Regions from separate parts of the Mus musculus genome. Here region 2 is linked to region 1. Evidence: chromatin contacts called from public HiChIP or PLAC-seq data. All regions are on one chromosome and are shown on one strand. The core of a region is the stretch at or near the end of the contact, and the rest is flanking DNA. Distances in the headings are between cores, read along the strand shown.

What was found. HiChIP or PLAC-seq counts read pairs in DNA pulled down with a chosen protein or histone mark.
Region 2: a CTCF HiChIP or PLAC-seq map of CD8 T cells shows a contact between it and region 1, with 8 read pairs. The contact joins two enhancer-like sites. A contact is called at or near these places in 2 of 15 datasets of contacts at CTCF or cohesin (CD8 T cells and embryonic stem cells), 60 of 484 Hi-C or Micro-C datasets (the AtT-20 cell line, B cells, the C2C12 cell line and 38 more), 11 of 115 datasets of contacts at active chromatin or transcription factors (the 230-238 cell line, CD8 T cells, Th17 cells and 5 more) and 1 of 9 other capture datasets (embryonic stem cells).

Annotation. Positions count from the first base shown.
Region 1 is chr16:78,197,005-78,204,609 of GRCm38.p6, reverse strand. No RefSeq gene overlaps it. Among named protein-coding and RNA genes, the nearest start is that of Gm31613, 22 kb to the left of the region's middle. Within about 2 kb of position 5,754, at least 56 of the 459 cell types and tissues checked have an H3K27ac peak or open chromatin away from gene starts, as enhancers often do. A contact at or near this core is called in CD8 T cells, where this site is marked.
Region 2 is chr16:78,451,160-78,458,867 of GRCm38.p6, reverse strand. No RefSeq gene overlaps it. Among named protein-coding and RNA genes, the nearest start is that of Gm25038, 31 kb to the right of the region's middle. Within about 2 kb of position 6,152, at least 29 of the 459 cell types and tissues checked have an H3K27ac peak or open chromatin away from gene starts, as enhancers often do. A contact at or near this core is called in CD8 T cells, where this site is marked.

The DNA of each region.
Region 1 (7,605 bases), core at 4,505-7,004:
TTGAAGCTGGAACAACGTCAAGCTTTCTTTGTTGTGAACACAGCCCAGAGCATAAGGGAGAGATTACTGAAAACACGGTGCTAGCAATGATGTCATCGTCTCCCTCCAGTGTTTGCTGAGAAGAGCAGGGGACCAACTGGACCCAGTGCACACTGGAGTGTTGAGCCAATCAGACCTACCTCTCAGGGTTGCCTGATGGAGCTCCTGCAAGCGCGTTCCTTAAGATCCGGGGGCCGGATTTATGCCCCTGAAAGCCTTTCTCCTCAAACAATTGGAGTGATTGTGTTTTCATTAAGTCCTCAGATTCATTAGAGACAGATTGAATTTCCTTAAAATACAATGTGATAAGATGATTGTATTATAACTATGATGTCTCAAGAACTCATTTTCTCTCTTCCCTTCTGTTTTTCTTTCTTTATCGATGAGATTGTTGCTATGTTTCCCAAGCTGGTCTCCGACTACTTCCCACGTTGACCTCCTGAGTAGTTTAGACTGCAACACACCCCAGTGGGCCCTGCTCCAATCTAGTTGTTTTTTGTAAAAACCCATCTTCATTTTTTTAATAACTTATTTATATATTTTATTTTATACACATTGGTGATGTGATTGCAGGTATGTCTCTCTGTGTGTCTCAGATCCCCGGGAACAGGAGTTGCAGACAGTTGTGAGCTGCCATGTGGGCACTGAGACTTGAACCCAGGTCCTCTGATCTCTTAACTGCTGAGCTGTCTCTCCAGTTCTCTAATCTAGTTTTTATGAAAGTAGTCATGTACAGGGTTAAAATATTAGTTTGTGATGAAAAGTTACAAGTAAAACCAAATTACTTTTTGTTTGTTTGTTTGTTTGTTTCGAGACAGGGTTTCTCTGTGTAGCCCTGGCTATCCTGGAACTCACTCTGTAGATCAGGCTGGCCTCGAACTCAGAAATCTGCCTGCCTCTGCGTTCCAAGTGTTGGGATTAAAGGCATGTGCCACCACTGCAGGGCTAAATCCACATTACTTGTTTCAGCTTTTCAATGAAATGAAAATTGTTAACTGTACCAAGAGGCTCCATCACAGGCAACATTTCCAGTTCTTTCCCAACATTTCAAGAACAACACAGCTTTCACTCAACTGCTTTGAGTTTCAGCATTTGATAGTTGTTCATTATTTCTTATTATAAAACTAAGAGAATTCAAGACACTAAGCAAACACTTTCTGTTTTCCCGCAGACCCAACTCATTTGACAGAATTCTTGGTTCGATTGAGACACAATGTTTACTCTGCTGTTGCTGTCGTTCCTATCAGAACCGAGTCACACAGGGGTTGGACAACGATTTGCTGTGGACCTTTCACATATGCTTACGGTCAGAGAGTTTTGGTGTTAGACTTCTCTGCCAAGCCTACAGGTAAAGAAGTGTGCCCCCCTACCCCCCATGCTCTCAGGCTAGCAGGAGATCTCGACTTTGCTCTTCTTTCAATAGAAACTGTATTTTAAAACTTGACCTTCTGCAGCTCAGAACCTGTAGTTGATACTCTCTCTTGGGCAGAGCTGGGCAGTGGCAGCTGGCTGTAGCTCCCCTTCAGAGGGTTTCCCTGTCCTTAGGAGGGAAACCAAGAGGTGCTCTGTAGTGTCCTGTGTTGTTGTAGTGTCCTGAGCTGTGGTTTCCAGGTCTTTAGTAATATTAACCTCATTGACAACTTAAATCCACTTTAAATATGTGATTTGTTTGTTGGGTGCAGAGGCCAACATAAACACATGCAGCCTATTTGTATAGTAAGCGACAGGTGAGTGCTTGCTTAGCTCTGTTGCTTTGAACATTTGGAACTTGTACCAGAGAAACCTGCTCACCTCATGAGGGCTAGGAGTCAGAAAGAGGGATTTAGACCGAGGGTCTGATCTTTCAAAGGCATGCCTCCAGTTGCAAAACGTCTCTCCACTAGGCTCTGCCTCCTTTGTTAGTCACTGATCTGTTGTGAAGAGACCATGACCAAGGTAGCTCTTATAAAAGAAAGCATTAAGAGGGGGGCTTGTTTGCAGTTCCAGAGGCTTCATCCATTAGCATCATGGCAGGAAGCATGTTAGCAGGCATGCATGGTGCTGGAGAAGTAGCTAAGAGCTACACCCTGAGCCATAGGTGGCTAGACACTAGGACTAGCATAGGCATTTGAAACCTCAAAGCTCACCAACCCCAGTGAGACACTTCTTCCAACAGGGCCATACCTTTTAATCTTTGTTATCTCTTTAAACGGTTCCATTCCCAGGAGACCGAATCTACACCCTGGCGGGCAGGCATTGTATATGACCCTATGGGGCTCATTGTCATATTCCTCTAGGTGCCATCACCTCCTACGAGGATTGAGTGCGGATGACTCTGCCTTTAGGCCTTGGGGCTCTAGGAGATGCTCTGGCTTCAAACGATAGCAGACTCCAGAGAATGAGAGATGTGCTCTTGGTAGGATTACTCTGAAAAGACCTAAAAAAAACCCAAATCAGTTTCTTGCTCCACTCTTGGAGGCAAAAGGAAAGAAAGACTGTTTGGGACTCTAGCAAAATCTGAAGTTGTTTTGTTTTGGGGAGCTACACGCTACACACTGTGCGAGGGAACATGGCATCTGAAGCTTTCTTTTTGGAATTTGAGAGGGAGCTGGGCAATGACTCGGTGGGTAAAGTGCTTGCCACACACCTATGAGGATTGGAGTTCAGATTCCAAGCAACCAAGTAAATGCCAGGCAGGCGTGGCATCCTGCGTACAGTTCCAGCATGTGGGAGACAGAGGCAGAGAACATACTGGCTAGTTACATTAGCTCGAAGGGCAGGCTTCAGGTTCAAGGGAGAGATCCCGTCTCAGTATATAACATGAACAGAGAGCAAGGATGCCTAATGTTAAACTCTAGCTTCTACACACATGCCAACACGGGTTCTCTACACACATGGACATAAGTGAGCACATGTTCATATGTGTGACCACATGCACACATGTAGCCCAAGATTAAAAATAGAAGGTTCAGTGAACGACTAATAGTGGCACAAAGAGAGAAAGACAAATGGTAAAAAAAAAAAAAAAAAAAAAAAAAAACATACGTAGAAAAAGGGGGGGGGTAGCCTTTGGGGATAGGAATAAAAAGGATGCAACAGTTCATTGTTCCAACTTCGGGATTTGTATGGGAGTTATTTGAAGTTATGTTGGTTTTAGAAAGCATGGGACGCTGAAGTGCTGCAGGCTTGACGCATGTGGCCATCAGTTAGTACCATGTCAGGATTATGACTGGGCACACGAGAAAAAAGGTACATATCTATCTCTATATATGCTGGAGACATTTGTCACGTGATCCCTGGTGTCTTTGTCATGCACACACACACACACATATATATGTACACACACATGTGTACACACACACACACACACACACACACACACACTGGAGCTTCCCAGTCGTCTCTATAGTGTCACATGATCCCTGGTGTCTTTGTCATATATATATATATATACACACACACACATACACACACACACATATATGTACACACACATGTGTATACACACACACACACACACACACACACTGGAGCTTCCCAGTCGTCTCTATAGTGTCACGTGACCCCTGGTGTCTTTGTCATGCACACACACACACACACACACACACACACACATATGTACACACATGTGTACACACACACACACACACACACATACACACACGCGCGCGCACACACACTGGAGCTTCCCAGTCGTCTCTATAGTGTCACATGACAGGGCAGAAGCCATCAGTGTCCTCAGGGTGCTAGAGAGCTTGCTCTTTTGCATGTAGACTCATTGAACATCTACGTCTAGAATCAGCAGGAAGCCCACGCTTTCTTCTGTACATGAAGCTACCTGCCAGTGTGGATTATGGGGAGGGACAGAAAGCCTACTAATGAAGGTTTTAGTAAAGTGACCCAGTTTGTTTGGAGCCCCCACATTCTCTGGTGACACGAATCTGGCCCCTCCCTCATATCTTCTGTGACGTGAGTGCATATGTTTCTAGTTGGGTTTGTCTGTTCCAAGCTGTTAGGAGAGCACAGAATGCCGACATCTGAGTCACTTTACCACTGGCTTCTTATTATTTTCACAGTACCAAGAATTTGGTATTGTTTTGGTATTTTGTGGACAGTAATCTTTAACCACTTCCTCTGTTCCTTTCGTGTTTGTGAGCTTATAACTTAAAATAATTTTTCTTACTGAAATTAGTTCCAGGCAAGTACAAAAAGAAACGTGTTTCATTTTATCTGCCGCAAATATTTGCCCTTCTTACTAAAGATTAACTTTCTCTGAGTAAGGAAGTAACGGCCATGTGATCATTTGGTGGAGGCTCGAAGCCCGCACTAAAACGCCTTATGCTAGAAAAGAAAAAGAGAAGTTATGAAAAAGATTAAGTGAGGCACAATTTTGTTGGTTGGTGATTCTTTTCATTTTTATCTTTTGAGCTTTTTGCACAGTCAGGGGCCAAACTCAGAGTCTCACACCTGAATTTTTAAAGCTAAAGTTTTAAACTGATTTATTTTTTTCCCCCTCCTTGAATGGCTTTTCCTCCATATTCAGCTGTTTTGGGGTTGACATTGATGCTGGGCTCAGCACTTTGGAAGCAGAAAGATTCTGGATTTGAGGCTAGCGTAGAGTTGATATTGATACCCTGGAGGAAAAGGAAGTAAAGCAGACAGGGGTAGAAGGCTCCTCTGTTTCCACAGATAGAAACAGCCTCCTCATTTATAATTTTCCTAATCAACTATCTACTATCTATCTATTATATCTCTCTCCATCCATCCATCCATCCATCCATCCATCCATCCATCCATCTACCCATCCATCATCTACGCATTTCTTTCTTACATTTTTTTAATTTATTGATTGATTTACTTCTGCATGGGTGTTTGTGTGTCAATGAGCAAGCTGGCTAGCTAGGTAGATTACTTCAGTCACCAAACTCTGGGCTCAAGTGAGAAACTCTGCCTCCTTATAGAAGGTGGAAAACAATCAAGGAAGACGCTGGCCATCAACTTCTGGCCTCCATGTGTGCATCTGTACACGCACCTGTGTGTGCTCGTGTGCATGGGGTGTGGGGTGTGGGGTGTGGGGTGTGGGGTGTGAGTCTCTCTTCCTGTCATGTGTCCCCGGATTGAATTCAGATCAGGCTTCGTGATAAGTACCAGCTGAAGGTACTCGCTCTCTCGCTCTGTCTCTCTCTCAACGTCTGTCTGTCTCAACACTACTTTAATTTGCCACTGAGTGTTCTTAAAATTACTACAAAAACCGGAAGCCTGATTTGGCATAGGGTTCTCAGTTTTGGAAGAGAAAAAAGAAAAATCTAACAGAATTTTAGGTAACTGCGAAATTTCATGAGAATATAATCCTTATTAGTAGCATTAAACTCAGCCCGCAAGTAACAGATTACTGTGTTTTCACAGCCCACTTTGTGTTGATCGTCTTTACGTTCCTTTCCGCCCCGCCCCACCCTTCTATTCCCAGTAGCCCCCTCAGAATGCTGCATTAACTTTCAACCTTCATTTTTTGTCTTTGAGCAAAAGGCGATCACGTCAATTTCCAAATGGCTTAGTAGTTTCATAGGCGTTATTTTGGGAGCTCAGTGGGCAACGTGGCTTTTTTTTGAGAGAGAACAGCGACATCTCTTGGCCGTCACGGGTACTGCGCGTTCAGGGGAGGTTGCAAATTGCACCTCATTGGGTTCTCCGAAGACATACATCTGTGAGGCGAAGTTTTCAGTGGTTGTTGTGGTCGAAAGCAGAGCCCACACGAAAACATCCGAGAGTCAGGAAATGATGACAGCGGTGCTAATCTCATTCTGATGTTTGACAGGTGCCTGACTGGTACTGTGATGGTTTTTAAACGATCAACTGTTCTTTGACAATCTTTCCTTTAGAAATAGAGTCTAACCATTTCCTTGGGTGTGGGCTTAACCAACTGACCAGCACTTTAGGAATGTAATCTGACAGAAGTGTTGGGGAGTGGGGGTGGGGCCGCTACTTTCAAGGGTAAGTCCTAGAAAGCCATAGAGCCATTTTCTTTCATCTCTGGGAGCTGTTACAACTAAGGACCTGCAAGTCCTTTTCTAGAGAAGTCCACGTGGTGAGAAAGTGATCCAATCTAACCATACATCAAGTAGGGAGCTGAGGCACCATGGGACTGAGTTATCTTTCGAAGCCTGCCTCAGTCTCCGGGAAATCTTATCTATGTCCTCAGTCAATCGTAACTGTACCCACATCAGAGATCCAAGCTATTCAGCTGAAATCCTTCCAGATCCCATACAAACACTGTCATATAATACAATTTGTAAGTAGAATTAACAGAGCCAGTAAGATATAATGAAAGATAAATTATTTCCCCATTTATGTATATAAAGAGGTATTGGATGGTCTGAACTTAAATACACTTTACATTATTCAAAGTAAGAGTTCTTAGCAAATAGAACTTTGGGTGCTTGGGAATCAAGCAGGACTATGGTGTGAGAGTCCAAGACAGTGCGCTGTGTAATAAGTGTGTCCTGTACAAAGTTTGGGAACCATATGTAAGCATACTAAACATGGCTTTACTTTAAAAGCTTTTAGGCATATAGAATGACTGTTTTGGATTTGAAAAATTTATTACTTTTAATACTTGACACATGCATTTCTCATGTCAGTGGGAATATGAAAACAGAAAAAAAGTTCCATTCAGAATTAAAATTTCCAAGAAAGTGATTATTTGAGTATAAATAGGTGAGTATTAATTAAACAGGAAGGGAGTTTTTTTCCCCTTATTGATTTAAGATACATGAGGGCTAATATAAAAAATGAGAACATGTTAATTTGCCTACACAAAGAGTGGAAAGGACAGGTTATAGGTGTTCTAAGTCACTCTGTATGTGCGGTGCCGTTAACTACAGCAGGCTGTTTATTGAAAATAGAAGACGCAAAGCACCCCCTGGTGGCCGTTGTTGAAGTAACCGTCCAACTGCAAGAGAAGGCTTATAAACTTTTTTGAGACAGTATTTAAATGGGATCTGTCATTCTTTAAGTAAACTTACCGATGGCTCTGGATTTGTAGTTTGCTGGACACAATAACTCAGTGTTTTCTAAAAGCTAATTCAGCAACATTGGATAGTCTTGTTTTATAGAAGAAAAACCCTTTTCAGGTCAAGGCATTAGGGAAACACAATGTGTGGAGTTTTTTTTTTTTTTTTTTTTTTTTTTTTTTTTTTTTTTTTTTTCAAAGCAGGTCACATAAGAATGACGCAAGAAATAACTGAATCGCAGCACAAGGGACCCTTCATGTTATAAATCGAAGTACAGCGTCTTCCAAAACAAAACAATAAAACAAAACAAAAGAAAACAAAACACTTTGTGCTTTAATCCAAGACCCCTTGTTGGTGTGAGAAGAGGCAGGCAAGGAATTAGAGAGATAAGCAGTCATGACTCTGAGGCAGGTGTGGGATGCAGACCAGGAGCAGTGTGGGATGGGCAGAGTCCTTCCTCCACTTCCGGGGCCACCGGGGCAGGCAGAGGATGCAAGCGAAGCCGGTGAGGGGATTGCTAAAGCCTGTGGCTGTCCTGACATCCCCTAGTCTGGATAAGCAAAGGCTTTAGTAAACT
Region 2 (7,708 bases), core at 4,903-7,402, 250 kb before region 1:
TTTTCTTAACTAAGATTTCTTCTTACCCAATATATCTAGGTTTTATCTAGTAGACATAAGCCGGCCACTATACCCAGTTGGTGGGGCCAGGATCCCCAACACTCCTTCCTTCCTTCCTTGAATTTCTATTTATATCTTTCCTTTTCTCTCTTTCTTTCCTGAAAACTGAAACTTTCCATGCTATTTGGCTAGATTTATATGCTGGTCACGAAGTAGTCCTTTTGGATCTTGGCTCCCACGGGTCTTAAGTTTATCCTTCATGCTTACAGGAACAAGAGGGGTCTTAAGACTCTGGATGATCAGCCCTGAGATGGGTCCTCCTATCTGAGCCAACGTTTTCTTCTAACCTAAGAACTGGGTATCCAGTCTTGGTCTTCCCTGGGAGGCTACTGCTTATCTGAGGGAGATTGTGACCACGGCTCCACCTTCTTGACCAATTTATACATCTTTATGGCCAATCATAATTTCTACATTCAAGGGGGAAAAGTTTCAAAAGGCAGGAGAGAAGAGAGAGAAAAATATGGAACTAGATATCAGACGAGAGTCTGGAAGAATAGGCTGAACGTTAACAAACTGCGCTCCGCACGCATGCTCTGAACAGTGAATACAACATTCAACAGCCAGCTCCGCTGAATAACCCAACAGACCACAATGGAAGCCACAGGAGATTCCATGTACCAGAGAGAACGAGTCTGCTGAGGGAAGCAATATGGGTTATTGAGCCCAAAAGGCCCCGTGCTGGCACCTGGCATTGATCTGGGTAATTCCTCTGGTAAAACCCCTCGGGCCAGCTTGTCCAGGCTCCCAGCAACCAGACTTTCCTCCTGAGCGCTCCAGTAACGGGAGAACCAAGGCAGTGGTGACACCAAGGCATGCAGTTTTGTGAAGTCCTCATTAGCTGCTTCAGCTAGCTTGCCTTGGTGGCACTGTCCCTAATTATTCACTTGTCCTGCAGCACAATTCCTGACTGCTGTCACTATGAGCAACCCAGAAAGGGCCTTTGAGCAGCTCTGTGTGAAATGCTTTTCTCTCTTGGCTTACAACAGTTTCCCCAATCACAAACACCAAAGTGCCTGAAACGGTCACCCGCTAACATACTACTCTTCCGGTGGCCGCTAAGCAATTACTGTGGTAGAAAAAAAGAATAAACAACTCGTCTTAGAGATAGGCTTCTTTCCAGTTTGAAATGCTACTTTGAAGAAAATATTTTTTAAGTAGTAACAAGCTACTAATTCTTTTTTTTTTTTTTGCCTGTTTTCCCACACACACATTCCAACTTTATTTGAAAAAAAAATAGTTGTTAAAAATAACTGTCATGTTTTGGTTTGGGAATTTTTTTTCTAAGATTCTGACTGAGAGACATACATTGATTTAAAGGAATGTCCTCAAATGTCTCCTGGTGGCCGGGCTTTTCAGTTGTCACACCATTCATAGCTGTGTCATCCTTACCCCAAGAAAGGCCATGTTAGCACGTGATGCTATTCATCTGTCTTAACTTGATTTCTTGAACTACCTGCCAATCACCTTCACTGTGCTTTTTGAAGATAGGTAGGACCAATGGAAATATTAAATAGAATTTTCCACTCCTAGTTTTCCAATGGCAGAGTCTAAATAAGAATGCAAACGGGGTGTTGTGTATAAAGAAACAGACAGGCCCGGCAGTGGTGGCGCACGCCTTTAATCCCAGCACTTGGGAGGCAGAAGCAGGCAGATTTCTGAGTTCAAGGCCAGCCTGGTCTACAGAGTGAGTTCCAGGACAGCCAGGGCAACACAGAGAAACCCTGTCTCAAAGAAGGAAAAAGAGAAGAAGAGAAGAGAAGAGAAGAGAAGAGAAGAGAAGAGAAGAGAAGAGAAGAGAAGAGAAGAGAAGAGAAGAGAAGAGAAGAGAAGAGAAACGGACCCATTTTACGAATCCACACAGCCTGCAGACTCTGAGCCGCCAGATACAACCATCGGAGACCGTGCGGTTGATCGGGAACCTGAAGCGACGCTTCCGTTAATCACAACTCAGGACTTCCTGGTTTTCTTCTTATAAGAAAATAACTGATCGCCTCTAGGTATCCTTTTCCGTTCTGCAGATTCTTTCCCACTGTGGAGAGAGCGTCAGCGGCGGGCACTGTATGATTACCGTCTCCCTTGATGAGTTTGCTAGACGTGTGTGTTCAGGAAAAAGCAAAGTGTCCTCCAAAGAGAAGACGAATGATTGCTTACAAGAAAGAAAGCACCCGGCCTGAGGAAGGGCGTTGCCAGCCTCCTTCTCTGCACCCTTTCTCCTGCCAAGTAGCCGCCCGCTGGGCTGCCCTGGGTTTTTCCACACTTGAGATTGAGAGGGAGTGGTGTTCTTTGTTCAGACAAACCAGGGAGAAAATAAAACAATGAAAGTAAAAATTTCAAGGATCAGCAGATGTGGCCTCATACAAAGGAGCACAAAACCACCCCAGCTCTGCGTGTATGAACGACTCCTGGCAGGAATTTCTAATTGAAAGCCGGTCCCCAGCACACAGAATTAACCTTATTTGAAAATGCAGAGAAAGTCAGCATAGGCTGCTGTGACCTCACCCATCCTTGGCATCTCTCTCTCTCCAGCTGCTAGGAAAGCCTGAAAATGGAGGACAGGCTAACCCATCTTTCAGGCTCCTCTGGCCTCGGAGTTCTCAAGACATTTTAGAAGAAACGCCGGTTCTGGAGCAAAACTAAAACTGTATATCTGCTTTTGAAAAACCGCTTTCATTTCAGGAAAAGTCTGTGTGTTGGTGAGTGAGGTGCAATTAGTTCAACTGTCTCAAGGAAGAAAAAAGAAAGGAGATCTAAATTTCAGATGTAGACAACCCCCATGAGTCTCATTTCTGCTACAGGAGCTGTTTCGGAGTCCCTGCTAACTGGAACTCAGGAAGTGTTAATGGTCTTTACTAGCTCAGGGGCAAAAGACCTCAAGAAACCAGAGGCTAGATTTGAACACATGGCCAGTCTCAAATTAAAAAAAAAAAAAAAAAGACAAAATAAAAAACAATTATGCTTGTCCTGTATCTTTTGCCCCACCCCCACCCCCCACCCCCAGTACTAACCCCTGAGCTATCTATCACTAGCCCGGTTACTACCAAGACCCAAGCTAGAAGCACTGGACAATGTCGGGGTCACAGGCTCCAGGGAATCTAACGTAGTTAAGTCTGTAGTTGGACTGGCAAATGGTACTTTTCAAAGATCGCCTCAAAGTCTTTTGTAGCCAGACTTCAAACCACGGCAGCACATACTCGTCTAAGCCTTTTTTTTTTTTTTTTTTTCCTTTCTTTAAGTAACTAGCCGATTCTGGAAAAAAATCTTAGCTGATTTCTCAAATCGACATATAATGCCTTGGTTACTCTATCTCACTTGGGAGCTTCATCTGTCTTTGAACCAAGAAACACAATTCTAAAATATTCAAAATCCCAGTGGTCTTTTATGAATTTCTGCTAGGGTAGAAATTAAATTTAGAGAATGGAGACGTACTCTTGGGGCTCAGTTATCATGCACAATTGTCATGCTGCAAAGCTCTGCTTTTCCAAAGGTTCATGGTTTTCTTTACTTAGCAATAGTTGGGGAGCCCGGACCTGGTGCTCAGGATAGCATCTGACATAGACACTTTTAGGTTCACAGCATCTTCAGAGCCTTAGTCTAGATGTGGGTCTTGCGCGCACTTCCACCACTTCGGCCAAATGCCCATTTCCCTGATGCAGCTTTGGCTCCTTGCCGAGTGAGGACTTTAGTGGACACTTCTGAGGCTGCAGTGGCGCCTTCTGCATCGCCCAGTTCTCCATAGAAAAGAGGCTCTCTACATTCCACAAATTCAGCATGCGGCTCTCAAAAATGAACTTCTCTTCATCCACATCTTTGCTGAAGCAAAGTTCAGCTGGACGAAAAGTGTGGCTCAGCCAACGACAGCCAGAGGGCCGAACGAAGCTAGCCTGGTATCTGTTTCATTAAACACCGTTTTTAATGGAAGGCAAGCATGTGGGTACCCACTCATTAGCACACACTGGCAAAGTTGAGTAGGCAGAGGCAGATGGGAGACCATCTATCCCACAAAGCCAGAAGCTATGTCCTACCTGGCTTGTTATGGTTGGTTCACGTGTGGTTTGTCAACAAGGTTCATAGGCTGGGAGCCTGGTCCCTCACGTAGTAGTGATGGCACCTGATGAGCCCTTAGGTTGCGGAGCCTAGCAGCAGGCATTCAGTCACAGAGGCAGTTCCCACAGAGACAATGGAGGCTATTCTCACAGAACTCTGAGTTCTCGCGAGAACAAGTTACTTTAAAGTAAGCCTGACGCTAAAACACTGCCTACCTTCCCGTCTGGTGAAATAATTCCATTCCCTTGTTCCGTGTTGATGCTATGTACCATTAGGGCCTCACCAGAGACCTAGCCAATGGGGTTTCGAAGTTCTCACCTAAAAATCCATTTCTTTTTCTGAAGTAGCCGAAGTCAGGTATTTTGTTATAATACACATATACTGGCTGGTTTTGTGTGTCAACTTGACACAAGCTGGAGTTATCATAGAGAAAGGAGCCTCCCTTGAGGAAATGCCTCCATGAGATCCAACTGTCAAGCATTTTCTCAATTAGTGATCAAGGGGGAAAGGCCCATTGTGGGTGGGACCATCTCTGGGCTGGTAGTCTTGGGTTCTATAAGAGAGCAGGCTGAGCAAGCCAGGGGAGGCAAGCCAGTAAAGAACATCCCTCCATGGCCTTTGCATCAGCTCCTGCTTCCTGACCTGCTTGAGTTCCAGTCCTGACTTCCTTTGGTGATGAACAGCAGTATGGAAATGTAAGCTGAATAAACCCTTTCCTCCCCAACTTGCTTCTTGGCCATGATGTTTTGTTCAGGAATAGAAACCCTGACTAACACAACACACAATTCAGGAATTCATAACTCTTTACAAAAAAAAAAGTTTGTCCACCTTTGGATAAAAGAAATACTAGTAGGAAATACATATGACTTTTTTTTTCTACTAAAAAGCATCACATATCCTTCTAGGATCAGCCCACACGTGATATGCTGTATCATACTCTATTTTTTTTCTAAGTTCACTTACCTTTGATCTTCTGCTTTAGGTAACAATATACAAATTCTTTGATGTTCTTACTGGTGATTAAAGCAGCAGAACGAAGGCCTGAAATGATCTATCAGTAAGAGCAAAAGAGCAGAATGACCATGATTGATGTGATGGAAACATTTTTACAAGGACTCTCCACTGGGTGAAGAGCTACAGACAATCATGGCTGCTGAGGAAGGGGGAAGGAAGCCCCTTGAATATCCAATGTCAAGTGGACAAGTGGACACACATGCACACAAGTAATACTAACTGAGCCCAATAGGAGGTGTGTGTGTGTGTGTGTGAGAGAGAGAGAGAGAGAGCATGTGTTTGTATATCTGTGTCTGTATCTGTGTGTTTGTGTGTGAGCATGTATGTGTGTGTGTGTGTGAGAGAGAGAGAGAGCATGTGTCTCTGTATATCTGTGTCTGCATCTGTGTGTGTGAGTATGTGTATGTGAGAGTATGTGTGTATATGTGTGCGTGTGTGTGTGTGTGTGTGTGTGTGTGTGAGACACAGAGAGAGAGAGCATGTGTCTGTATATCTGTGTCTGCATCTGTGTGTGTGTCTATGTGTGTGAGTGTGCATGTCTATGTCTATGAGTCTGTCTGAATGTGTGTTTGTCTATGTGAGTATATGTGTTTGAGTGTGTTCATGTAGGTGTCTGTGAGTGTGAGTGTGTGTGTGTGAGCGTATGTTTGTGAAACAATTGTAATTATCCAAGAAGAGGTCATGACTCCTAGAGAAAGTGAGAGGGGCACAAGAGGCTGATGGGGTAGATATTACACAAACAAAGCATACCCCTGTAAGCGCTCAAGAGTAAAAGTTAAAGGCCATTACTTAATATATAACAAATCTCCTATTTACCTGTGTGAGAAAGTAACATGAAGATTATTTGAATATGTCAATTTGGTATAATTTTCTGTATAGTTCGTAATCTTTAAGTATTTTCCTGTCTGCTAAGATAAACCTTAGTTTCAACAGTCTGCAATTTGCATTTCAAGTAACAAAAGGAAACCACTTGTTTTCTTAATGTTTGCCAAGACACCTTGCTCACTGGTGGCAGTGAATAATATGTATCTAAAAATAAAACATGTGTGTGTATATCATAATACATAAATGATACTTCAATGTAAAGGATACTTTGTGTGGCTTGTTTACTAATGTGCAAATCTCATATTCTTTTCAAGTGCCGTAAACGTGACAAAAGAAACTCTTTTAGATTTGATGTTTAGGTGCTGCGTAAGCGCTTGCTGCTCCCAGTCCTTTGACGGCTTTGACTGTCGATTCGCTGATCTTGAAAGAACTAATGCGCCCTCTTGTGGTAGACTACTGTAGTGACTGTCTTTTCCATAACTAGTTTTAGTTAGGGAGCTATTTTAGGCAAGTTGTTTCACCCGACACCAATAATCTCCTCTGTGGTGAACTCGTATGGAATAAAGTGTATTGGAACTTCCTGGATAAACTTCTAAAGTCACCCTGGGCAATTATGAAATTTGATTACCACTGTCTCACACCCATCCTAAATTTCTAAGAACAGCATAAAATCTAACATTCATTTTTTTTCAGTCTCCAGAACCACTTTTTAGAATATAAAGTATAAATTTATCACTTTCTTGTGTATTGGAAGTTATTTTTAAAACATGTACCATCACTGCTTTCCAATATGAGGATGTTGATTCACAAATAAGCATAAATAATTTTGTCCTGGACATAGGAAAATTCTCCCAGGTACGAAAGGGCTTTGTGAGAGTCAAGTCTACCCTCCAGTCTCTGGCGGCCTCTTCTGCAGAGGAGCTTCGGGCACTTGTGTTGGCAGCAGACCTTGTGACACTCGACATTAGATATTGCATAGCACAAGAGTCAGTTTGTCCCTCAAGTATATCTTGGCACTTGGAACCCACACTACCAGTGGTGGTTCTGTGGACGCGGCACGGGTCGCTTCTCTTATGTGACTCTGGGTCTATACTACACTCTTTTTCCATAGTATTTATCCAGGTTTGTGAGTCCAGACTGCTTTGTTTGTTTGTTTTGATTTTTTTACATACACAAGTATACACTATACTTAGTAGTGATGTAGTTTAGAAAATGGTTTGCTTAGAAAATTTCACTGGAGGCACTTTCCAGTTTTCCCTTGCCAATCTCTGACGTGAGTCACAGAGGCCGAGGTCCTTCTCTCTGGGACGGTCAGGGGCTGGTTCTTCCTCTTCAGCAGGCCACAGACCTTCAAAGGCTGCCCCGCCCCTTCCCTGTTCCCAGGATCGGTTCCAAGGATCTGATCCGTCACAAGGAAGGAGGGCAAGCCACAAAAGAGGAGCCGAGAGGAATCTGGACAGGCTACTCAGGGTTTCCTCCCACATTTCGGATCGCTACCGGGTCAGTTTGTCCAGTCGCATTTCTAAGCAGTTCTTCACGCCTGAACAACCTCAAGCATAAAAAGCTTTCCTATAAGAGAGGAGGAGTGACTGGGAGGGAGGACTAGGAGGAGTGGGTGGGGAGAACTAGAAGGAGTGGATGGGGGAAGACTAGGAGGAAAAGATGGGGAGGACTAGGAGGAGTGTATGGGGAGGACTAGGAGGAGAGGATGGGGAGGATTAGGAGAAGTGGATGGGGAGATCTAGGAGGAGTAGATAGGGAGGGC